Regions from separate parts of the Sus scrofa genome. Here region 1 is linked to region 2. A link is a contact called in public Hi-C data. All regions are on one chromosome and are shown on one strand. Each heading gives the region's core, a stretch centred on a gene start, on an enhancer-like site or on the middle of the called end of the contact. The rest is flanking DNA. Distances are from core to core; before and after follow the strand shown.

What was found. A called contact is a pair of places that touch in the nucleus more often than the background predicts.
Region 1: a contact with region 2 is called in a Hi-C map of skeletal muscle, with 3 times the contacts expected there. The contact joins the promoter of CCDC126 here to the promoter of TRA2A in region 2. A contact is called at or near these places in 4 of 47 Hi-C or Micro-C datasets (brain, heart right ventricle and skeletal muscle) and 1 of 2 datasets of contacts at active chromatin or transcription factors (alveolar macrophages).

The regions. Positions count from the first base shown.
Region 1 is chr9:92,368,553-92,374,377 of Sscrofa11.1, reverse strand. It overlaps CCDC126 (coiled-coil domain-containing protein 126), which reads right to left and starts at 2,308. Exons shown (of 3, transcript XM_003357478.4): 1 at 2,083-2,308.
Region 2 is chr9:92,321,055-92,326,764 of Sscrofa11.1, reverse strand. TRA2A (transformer 2 alpha homolog) reads left to right here and starts at 3,180. Exons shown (of 8, transcript NM_001077223.1): 1 at 3,180-3,215. The coding sequence starts at 3,180.

The sequences.
Region 1 (5,825 bases), core at 1,059-3,558, 48 kb before region 2:
TCAGAAATCTTTATGCGCATTATGTCATTTCCCACAGTTTAAATAAGTTTTTCACTTATTTATTCTGTGGCTCTCTAGTGTCCTTATGAAATATATTCATTAGATTTCTCTTTTTCTTAATTGTTTTTATTTATTTATTTTTTTTTTTTTTGGCTTTTTGCTATTTCTTTGGGCCGCTCCCGAGGCATATGGAGGTTCCCAGGCTAGGGGTCCAATCGGAGCTGTAGCCACTGGCCTACGCCAGAGCCACAGCAACGCGGGATCCGAGCCGCGTCTGCAACCTACACCACAGCTCACGGCAACGCCGGATCGTTAACCCACTGAGCAAGGGCAGGGACCAAACCCACAACCTCATGGTTCCCAGTCGGATTCATTAACCACTGCGCCACGACAGGTACTCCCTTAATTATTTTTTAAATGCATCTGTCACTCAAGACATTAAACAAAATTCATGAGGCTCCAATGGCTTTTCCCCACTGTAACTGTAAATTCAAAAACAGCACTACTCAGGGAGTTTTCTTGTGGCGCAGTGGGTTAAGTATCTGGCAGTGTCACTGCAGTGGCTTGGGTTGCTGCCGTGGTGCAGGTTCAATCTCTGGCTTGGGAACTTCCACACACCGCCCTCTGGGCCAAAAAAAAAAAAAAAACACTAGCATTACTCAGAACATGTTATTTCACATACTGCTGAACAGTGTTTGAGCTCAAAGTAGTACAGAACAGACATTCTAAATAAAAACAATTTCAACTAAGGACCATAAAAATTTCCTTGAAGAAAAACATCACCTCTATCAGTAAAATTCAAGAGAAAACAGTTCAAGAACAACTGAATCTAAAGCACTAATGGGAAACGTTTCAAGTCATTCCTTAGAAAATTTATTGCAATCATTCAACTTATTCTGAGAACAAAAACTACAACTTGGAAACACAAATCCCAAAGGGGGAAAACTACTAGCCAGCGGGAAAGTGTAGAGAAAGAAAAATACTGAACTAGGGTAAAGTGATGAAGCCCCACTAAGGATTGCAGAACACCTAGATGTTTACTCTGCCAAAACAAATACTTGAGCTCCTCTAAGGATCCCCCACAGGACTCGGCTGGGAGTGGGGGTGGGGTGAATAAGTCCTTGTATCTCTAAAGCTGATCCACAGCAGAGTCATCAATTTCCTAAGAACCTTCTCAGCCATCTTCAAACTGCGGAAACTGAGAAGACTGCATATTTTAAAGAATTCCTGTCTTAGGTTTAAGACGAATAAAGTATATAAAGTGAAGAATACACGACCTGGAGTGCTTATGATTAAACAAGGAAAAACAACATCTAGATGCCACTTCAGTATAGCTAATGTAAGTACCAAACTCAAAGAATTTTTTCATCAAATGAAGAATTCATGGCGTTTGTAAGCATACTATTTCTTATTCCAGCATCTTAAAAGGTGTGTGTTGTTACTGCCACTTGATTGAAGAGAAAACTCAGGCTTAGAGCCTTTAATTAACCAAGGTCACTAAGGCCAGGCAGTGAGTCGATTAGGCTGGAATCGAAATTGTCTGAGCCACTCTTACTTAATAAGGCTTGTGAGACCAGCCACAGTCGACACAGTTTAAGTTCATCCCTATTAGTCATCCAGGAGCTAAGTTTCGAAGGGAAAAGTGAAAAAGGGCATTTGACTTTCTAAGTAGAACAGAACTGAGCTGTCAGAAACAGAAAAAGAAAGAGAGTGCTACTGCCGCACGGGCGCTCCATCCCCTCAGCTCTGGACCGGCGCTCCTCGCGCCTGCTGCCGCGGGACGAAGTCCGCCGCGCTCGGTTCTCCGCCCAGGGCCCACAGAGCCGCGACTGTCAGAATCGAAGGGCAGGGACAAAGAGCCTCCCGACAGTGACCCGGGGCTGCCGGACAGTGCCCGAGCCGGGTCTCCGCAGCCGCCGGGTAGCAGCGGCCCCGATAGGGCGGGGGGCGGGGCGCGGCGGAGAAGGGGCGGCCGCCCTGCCCAAGAGGATCCGCGAGAGGCGCGGCCGAGCCGGCGGAGATGCCTCCACCCGCCGCTTCCCACTTGCCCCCGCCGCTTCCCTCTTGCCCCCTCCTCATTACCTTGTCTCGGGGCTTCTCGTCACCGTCGCCGACGCCAACGGGCTCCCGAACCAAAACGGCGCAGCGAAATCCGAATAACAGACGTCAGCGGCGTCCCGCGCTTGGGAAGCAGCCTTCAGGTCGGAAGGAGGAAGGCCGAGCACTGGGAGTCACAGACAAGATTGATTCCCGGGTTGTGGAGATTCTACTCTTCTCGCCCCTCACACTCCGCTTCCGCTCCGCCTCCTGGCCCGGCCCTTCCCCCCACTTCGGAGACCTGCTGGCCGCGGCGCGCGGCATTGTGGGGGATGTAGTCCCCGGAATGCGGAAGCGGCGGCACGTGCTTCTAGCCGGCGCACACCTACTCCCGGTCAGGATGACGCCGTTGCGTGGCAACTGGAGAGGGCGGCCAGCTCCTTCTTTGGAATCCGGGATGAGCTTGAGGGAGGCGTGCTTTCTGCTTTAATTCGTTGCAGCTGCTGAAAGAAGAGCGTGGGCGGCTCAATCAAATCCTCCAGCTGGGAACCAGCAATTACACACTGCTGGCTCGAGGTAGAAGGGCTTAGCAGTGATTTAAAGTATACTACTAACAAGAATGCCGGTTATTGCCCTGGAATGTTCTTAGCCAATGGAGTAAGGCAAGAAAAATAAAAGGACTAAAGACTGAACATGAAGGGAAGAAATTAATAATATTATGTGACAAATCGAAAAGAATTAAAGATAAAATGTTACAATTAATGAGTTCAACAAGGTTAATGGATACAGTATTTTTAAACCAATTCATATTTCTATACTCCAGGAAAAAAGAGAACTGAATTTTTTTCGTTAGAAATTTGAAGCTTACAATAGCGTCAAACAAGTATCAAATATGGAGGAATAAATCAATCAAAGATATGCAAGACTTACATGAAGAAAAACAATTTTTTTTTCAGGGCCTCACCCGAGGCATAATAAGGTTCCCAGGCTAGGGGTCCAATTGGAGCTATAGCCCCTGGCCTACGACTAGCAAAGTCACATCCAAGCCCAGTCTACAACCTACACCACAGCTCAAGGCAACATAAGATTCTTTACCCATTGAGAGAGGCCAAGGATCGAACTCGAAACCTCATGGTTACTATTCGGATTCGTTTCCGCTAAGACATGACAGGAACTCCAAAAAAATTTTTTTAATTGCTGCCCTGAAACATATAGAAGTTTCCAAGCCAGGGATTGAATGAGTCAAGCTGTGCCCTATGCTGCCGGTAGCACCAGATCCTTTATCCCATTGAGCTGGGCAGGGGATCAAACCCATATGTCAGCAGCGGCCCAAGGTGCTGCAGTCAGGTTCTTAATCCTCTGTGGCACAGCAAGAACTCCAAAAAAAAACATTTTAAAACACTGAAAAAGACCTAAACAAAAGATGATAATATATGTTCACAAATTGGAAGTTTCAGTACTGAAAGATATAAGTTCTCCCCAGATTTATCTGTAGATCCAGTGCAATTCCACATAAATCTCAGTGTGTGTGTGTGTGTGTGTGTGTGTGTGTGTGTGCACACGCGCAGGCGCAAAGAGCAAAAGAAACTTAAGAAGCTAATTTAAAATTTTATGCAAGAGCACAGAATTCCCGTTGTAGAGCAGTGGTTAACAAATCTGACTAGGAACTATGAGGTTGCAGGTTCGATCCCTGGCCTTGCTCAGCGGGTTAAGGATCCGGCATTGCCGTGAACTGTGGTGTAGTTCGCAGACGCAGCTTGGATCCCGTGTTGCTGTGGCTGTGGTGTAGGCCGACAGCTACAGCTCTGATTCGACCCCTAGCCTGGGAACCTCCATATGCCACGGGAGCAGCCCTAGAAAGGCAAAAAATATATAAATAAAAAATAAAATTTTAATGCAAGGGCAAAGACAGGCATACATGGGGAAGAGAAGGAAGTAAAAGAAAGAAGAGGAGAAAGCCTCATGAAACCAGATAGCAAGCTTTATTATAAAGCAATAATCATTAAGGCAGTGTGGTATTGGATCAAGGATACACCATTTATACCAATAGAACAGAATAAAGAGACCAGAAAGTCTCATCCATACATGGGAATTCGATATATATTGTCATGAGGTGATGCAACGCAATACTTAAAGAATGGTTTTCAATAATTGATGCTGGGACAAATTTCCATTTAGAAGAAAAAAAGTGAAATCGGGCTCTTCATATTACACACAAAAAAATCATTTCCGGGTGGATATTAGATTATAAATTTGAAAGGCAAGATAATAAAGCTTTTAGAAGATAAAATAAGAGCATATCTCCATGACTTCAAGGGTAGGAGTAGACTTTTTAAATTAATCCAAAATCACTAATTATAATAGAATAAACTATACATCATCTACATTAATATTTTAAGGCTTGGTTTCATCAAATGACACCTTATTAAAAGAGCTAAGGAATTCCTGCTGTGGCACTGTGAGTTAAGGATCTCGCATTGTCACTGCTGTGGTGCAGGTTTGATCCCCATCCCAGCACAGTGGGTTAAGTATCCAGTCTTAGCACAGCTGTGGCACAGGTCGCAGGTGCAGCAGCTCAGATTTGCTCCCTGGCCAGGAACTTCCATATGCAGCTGGGCAACCAAAAAAGTAAAATAAAATAAAAATAAATAAAAGAGCTTTAAAAAAAAAAGCCTCAAATAAGAAATTATAGCATTATGTTGTATGTCCCATATTTACACAGAAGTGTATGTTAATTATCTCTCAATAAAACTGAAAAAAAACTTACAGCATGTAGAACCAAGAGAAGTCTTTGGCGGGAGAGAGATGGGGGGGAGACAGCCAAAGCATGTGGAAGTTCCCAGAACAAAGATCAAACCCCAGCCACAGCAGCGACCTAAGACGCTGCAGTGACAATAGCAGTCCTTAACCGACTATACCACGGGAGAATTCAGAGAAGTACTATATCCAGAATATGTAAAGAACTACAGTCAGAAGAAAAAGACTTGAACAAACACATGACCAAGGAAGAAATTCAAATAACCAGTAAGCATGAGAAAGTGTCCATCTCGTAAGAGAACAGGGAATTCACACCACAGCAAGGTAATACTACACTACCCACCAGAATGGCTAAAATGGAACAGAGTGATAATTATGTCACTCCCATATATAAACCCTAAGAAAGGCTCATGTGCTCCAGGATGTATGTGCAAGAATATTAACAGCAGTACTGCTGTTAGAGCTAAAAATGTCCTCTATCAATAGCAAAATAGATAAATTGTCATATAATAATAGACATCAAATATAATAAACACACTAATGCATTAATATATTAAGATATCTATATATCTTAAAATGTATAACAAGAAAAAGAAGCCACTCACGAAAGAATGTATGCTTATTGTTCCACTTTTATAAAGTTTAAAAACATGAATTAAAGAATGCATACTGGAGTTCCCGTCATGGCCCAGTGGTTAACGAATCCGACTAGGAACCATGAGGTTGCAGGTTCGGTCCCTGGCCTTGCTCAGTGGGTTAACGATCCGGCGTTGCTGTGAGCTGTGGTGTAGGTTGCAGACGCGGCTCGGATCCCGTGTTACTGTGGCTCTGGCGTAGGCCGGTGGCTACAGCTCCGATTCAACCCCTAGCCTGGGAACCTCCATATGCCGCAGGAGCGGCCCAAGAAATAGCAACAACAACAACAACAAAAAGACAAAAGACAAAAAAAAAAAGAATGCATACTTAGGAGTGCCCATTGTGGCACAATGGTAATAAACCCAACAAGTATCCATAAGGATGAGTTTGATCCC
Region 2 (5,710 bases), core at 1,931-4,430:
ATTAAAGGCAGATGACAATTAAATGCAATGTGTAATCCTGGACTAGATCCTAGCCCAGGAAGGGTTATTAGAGGGATGATTGATGAAATTTGAACAAAGTCTGCAGATTAGTTAATAGTATGTCAATTTCCCATCTTGATGATAATACCCATGGTTAAGTAAGACTTTAACACTTGGAGAAGCTTAGTGAAAAGAATTACCTTTTTTTTTTTTTTTTTTTTTTTCTTTTGGCCACAGTGTGCAGAGACTTGATATGCGATCTCAGTTCCCAGACCAGGGACTGAACTCAGTCCGCATTGGCAAAACCACTGAGACCTAACCACTCACAAGACGACCAGGGCTCTCCCTGAAGAGAACTCTGTGTGCTACTTTTACAACTTTTTTTTTTATGAGATCGAAATTATTTCAAAATGAGTAGATAAAAACAGAACTTGTCCATTCAAATAATAATCCTTTAAAATACTGTCTCTGAGATTATATTTATTTTAAAACTGTAAAAAAGTTTACTTTTCTTCTTCTGAAAGTGCTTTCCATATGAGTTTAATATAACACAAGAAAAGTAGTTTCTTGCAATATATTTTTTTAAAAGCTATCATGGAAAATTTCAAACACACAAAAGAGTTAAGAGGATAACCCTTTTGCTTCCATTATGGATAGTTATGTACTGATTACCCAATTTTAACACTTATATCTTCCCCATATTCACAATATTTATTTGAGTTTTCTTTTGGAATAATTTAAATTCTAGATATGTCATTTCATGGTAAAGATTTTTCTCTTTAATTATAGCCAGCACATTATCACACGAAATAATATTAATTCCTGAATATCATCAAATTCCCAGACTTAATGCAAATTTTGCTGTCTTAAAACAGTTGGTTTGAATCAAGACTATGAGGTACATATTATGTTTCTTACGACTCTTTAGTCTTTGATAGCCCACTTTCCCCTTACATTCTTGTTGTTAAATTTATTTAATTTGTTGGGGGAAATTAGGTTACTTGTCCTATGAAAACTGATTCATTATTGGTGTTTTGGTGGGGTTTTTTAAAAAACTTTTTTTTTTTTTTTTTTTTTTTTTAGGGCTTCACCCCTGGCATATGGAAATGCCCAGGCTAGAACAGCAGCCGCCAGCCTACACCACAGCCACCACAATGTGGATCCGTCTGCCACCCACACCAGAGCACACAGCAATTCGGAATCCTTAACCTGTTGAGCAAGGTCAGAGAGCAAACTCAAGTCCTTCTGGATACTAGTTGGTTTTGTTACTCTTGAGCTCCAACGGAAACTCCTAAACTTATTTTTCTATTCCCTACATTTCCTGTAAACTGTTGTTTGATCTAATGCTTAATTAGATCTGAGTATAGATCTGATATTCTAATGCTTAATTATATCTGAGTGATATTCAGTTTGGAGGAATTACGAATACTTACAGAAGGTGCTGTGTAGTTCTGATTATATCACATCAAGTATATCATGTATGATTATCTCATTTAATGGTGCTAAGATTTATTGGGAGGTTCAAATAGTATCTACCTGATTCCCTCATTATAAATTTCATCATCTTTTTAAAAGGTGGATGTTATAAATGTTTAGCTCTATTAATAGCAGACACAGTCAAATCTAGAAATCTTGCCCAATGGCAGTGATCTTCATGAAAATGTTCAATTACCTTTCCTAACATAGAACTGTGGTTGAAGGTTCACATCAACTTTTTCATCCCAAAGTGTTATGACGGTAGTTTCCTTGAGGCCTAGAGGATTAATGATCACTGGCTGTCACTGCAATGGCTCAGCTCACTGCTGTCGGAGGTTCCATTCCTGACCCAGGAATTTTCAAATGCATGGGTGAACAAAACAAAATACTATGGGAAAAAGGGAGTACTTAATGTGGCTCAGTGGATTAAGGATCCCACATTGTCTCTGTGCAGATGTGAGTTTGGTCCCTGGCTTCACTCGGTGGGTTAAGGATTCTGTCTAGGTAGCAGCTGCTGATGTTGCTGTTGCTGTGGAGTAACCTCAGCAGCAGCTCCAATTCCACCCCTGGCCTGGGAACTTCCATATACCACATGTTAAAAAATATATAAAAATATATATGGGAAAAAGATTTTTAAGAGGAAACATTTTAAAATTGCAAGATATGAATAAAGCTCAAAGTCACTTCAGAAATTACCATGATTGGGAACCAAGTGGTTAGATCTGACAGAGGTCTTAGCTATGCCGATATAAGGAAATATATAAGTCAAAAAATAGTAGTAGATAACTAAGCAATATTTAAAAAAATAAAATTGACAGTTTTCTCAGGAAGGCAGGGAGCAGAGAGGTAAAGAACTGTGACTTTTCATTATAATCCAATTTATGCATGTATCACTGTAATGGAATTATATAGGGCAAATGGTGAAGAAAAGAGTGTTGAAAAGATCCCAAATAAAAGCCTACTCATTATGCAGACGATTTCTTTTTTTTTTTTTTTTTGGTCTTCTTATCTTTCTAGGGCCAGACCCTCGGCATACGGAGGTTCCCAGGCTAGGGATCTAATCCGAGCTGTAACCCTCAGGCCTACGCCACAGCCACGGCCAAATCCGAGCGGCATCTGCGACAAACACCACGGCTCACCGCAACTCCGGATCCTTGACCCGCTAAGCAAGTCCACGGATCAAACCCGCAACCTCATGCTTCCTAGTCGGATTCGTTTCCACTGCGCTATGATGGGAACTCCCCTATTTTCTGATCCATCAGAATTCTCTTGGAAAATATATAAATGCGACAAGGTCAAAAAAAGTTCATCTGGTGACTTCAAAATCTTCAAAAGTACTGATGCGTTAGAAAGGAGTCTGAAGTTTAGATGTCTGGGGGGGTCCTCTGGTCCAACGCGCTAAGGGTCGGGGCTCCAGGGGCGGTATTGCTAGGCGGGTCCTCCGTAAAGCCTCTCTGGGGGCGGGGCCTCTTGACGTCACAGAGAAGCCCCGCCCCCTCACGTCGCGCACCGGGGAAGCCAGAAGGTTTCTGGCGGCGCGGGCGCCATTTTGCCGGAGCCTGCGACCGAGTGGGAGTGGAGTCGAGCGACGGCTGTTGCCGACTCTTTCCTCCTCCCCACAGTCGAGTCAGCGGGTTGATTAGTCCATCGGCCCTCAAGCCGAGACTTGTCTCTTACTTAGTTCTGGGGAGCGCCTGGCCGACATGAGTGATGTAGAGGAGAACAACTTCGAGGGCAGAGTGAGTACAAAGCCGCGGGAGCCGTCTTCGGCGGCGGCCCGATGCTCGGGGTTTCACGGGGACAAGCGCGGTCGGGCGTGGTTGCGGGGAGCCTTGTGGGGGCCCGCGGGGAGCAGCCTCTGGAGCCATCGCGGTCGCTTCCTCACATCCCAAGATGGCTTCTGGGTTCCACTCTTGCCCCAAACACCACGGCTAACCCCCTTACCCCGCTTTTTGGAGACTGACTGATAACCTGGACTCCTGTGTCCGATTTCCCCCCGCGGTGCGTTCTCCCATTTCCCCACCCCGAGGCTTCCTTATCTCTGTTCCGAGATGTGGGTCCCCGTCGCGGTGGGGCGGGAGGAGACGGCAGGGAGTTCCCCTCCGACCGGATAGTGGTAGGTGCTTCCTGCGGTGGCATTGCTGGCGACCCCGAGCATCGTAGAGGGTCTCGGGATCGAAAGTGCGCGGGGCTGCTGTCCGGGCGGGGAGAAGCTGGCGTGGGACTAGCTGGGGCCTGTGTCTCCTTGGCTCTCTATTGCAGTGAGCGGCCGCGTCTCTGTTGGAACCGGCGGCGTTGCGTCTATAAAGGCGAAAGCCTTGAGGTTGAAGGTGGGACGAGCCTAATGAAGTGGTTAGTCAACGACCGCACCGACCCTTAAGCGTTCTTAAGACGAGAGCTGTGAGGGGAAAACTACGCAAGGAGCCCTTTTTCCCTTAATGTCCCTTCTGCTTTCCTTTCACTGCACAATGAATGTGAAAATGCTATAATGCCTTTTCTGATTCCTTGATGTTGGGTTTTTTCTTCTTTCTCTATATCTCAACTTCAAATGCTTTTTCTTCCTATGACCTTTCGTCTAAACACTGACCACTACTTGACAGGTTTTGACGGTAAAAAGCAAAAGAGGGAATCTTTTGTCTTAATCTTACATAACCGAACAAATTTCATGGCTCAGTATTTTTGCAATAGTGTATGCTATCCTCTCAGCTCAAAAGGATACCTTCAAAGTACAGACCCTCTCCCATTTCCCTTCTCAGCCCATCCTCCAGCAAAGAGGGATCAAAGTTTTTCATTATTTTGGGTCGGTAAATATAAACATCACAAAGATAGGTTATCTTCAGCTTAAATGTACTGAACATTTAGCGATGATTGGGTTAAATTTCCGAAGTAACTTTCTTAGTGAAAATTGATGGAAGTGAATTAGTGTAAGACTCGGAAAAGAAAGTCCTCAGGCAGCATTTTTCTGCTCTTGTGTTGGTATTCTGGTTACTAGGGGAAACGCAAAAAGAAAGAAAGAAAACAAAAAACACTTAAGGTGTGTGGATGGAATGAGTTTTGTCTTTTTTTAGAAACTCATAAGATAAGCATCTGGAACCAGACAGTTAAATCAGAGGGTCGATTTAGGCTTTTGTTCTTTTTGAGATTGGAAACCAAAAAAAGTTATCTTTAATGCCTTTAAGATTGGGTTTCTCTAGGTCATATTTCTGGGTCATAGATAGAAAGGAATAGTTGAGCTTACTGAATTTTTTAGAATGGGTGGTATTGATTATCCCAACAAAACTTTTTAAAAATCACGTAATGATATTTGGGGATAGTTGTGAGCTGCTTCTTGTTTTGAAAATGTTAGGTGGCTATGGAAGAAATTTTGCTGCCTCTTAAATTAACTTCACTATAATCTCGAGAAGTTGGTATTTGTTTTGGTTTGTGGAGAAGTGAAGAGGACTACTATCTGAGACCTTGTTTTCCTTTATTTTTTTAAAATTTTATTTAGTCATCAGGTTAAGGAAGGAGCAAGTTCTTGATGATTGTTACCTTACCCATCCAAGAAAGTAATACATGTAAGGTTCCCACCCAATTTTAACCTAAAATGCATGGCACTTAATTTCTTTTAATAGAGAAAAAGTTTTTGCCTTCTTTTTCCTCCCCTTTTACAACGTTTGTGGTTATAGAAAAAATTTTTCCCCACACGTGATACCCAGGTATGAAATGAACCAAATTGAGTAATGAATAGGTTCACCTGTTACTTATATTACTTTTTTGTAGGTTGAGGTAATTGTCTTTATTCATAATTGGTTGAAGAATTAGAAGAATGCTAGAAACTTTTCTGAGTGTGTACCTTTTTTTGATTCTCAAGGCAATTTCATATTCACCAATGCTTTTAGTTTTTAAATTACAGTGATCTTTTATCTGCTAACCACAAACCAGCAGTTTAGAAAGATTTTATAAAATATGTTTAACTGATTTACTGTGCTGTACACTTGAAATTCACACAACTTTCTAAATCAACTATAGTCCAATAAAATTTATTTAAATTTTTTTAAAAAGGTTTTATAGAATACATTTGTTGTATTTTTGTACCTAAATGTAATAACCGGAGTTCCTGTTGTGACTTAGCGGTAACCAATCTGACAAGTATCCATGAGGACCGGGATTTGATCCTTGGCCCTACTCAGTGGGTTAAAGATCCAGCGTTGCCACAAGCTGTGTGTAGGTCTCAGACACTGCTTGGGTCCCA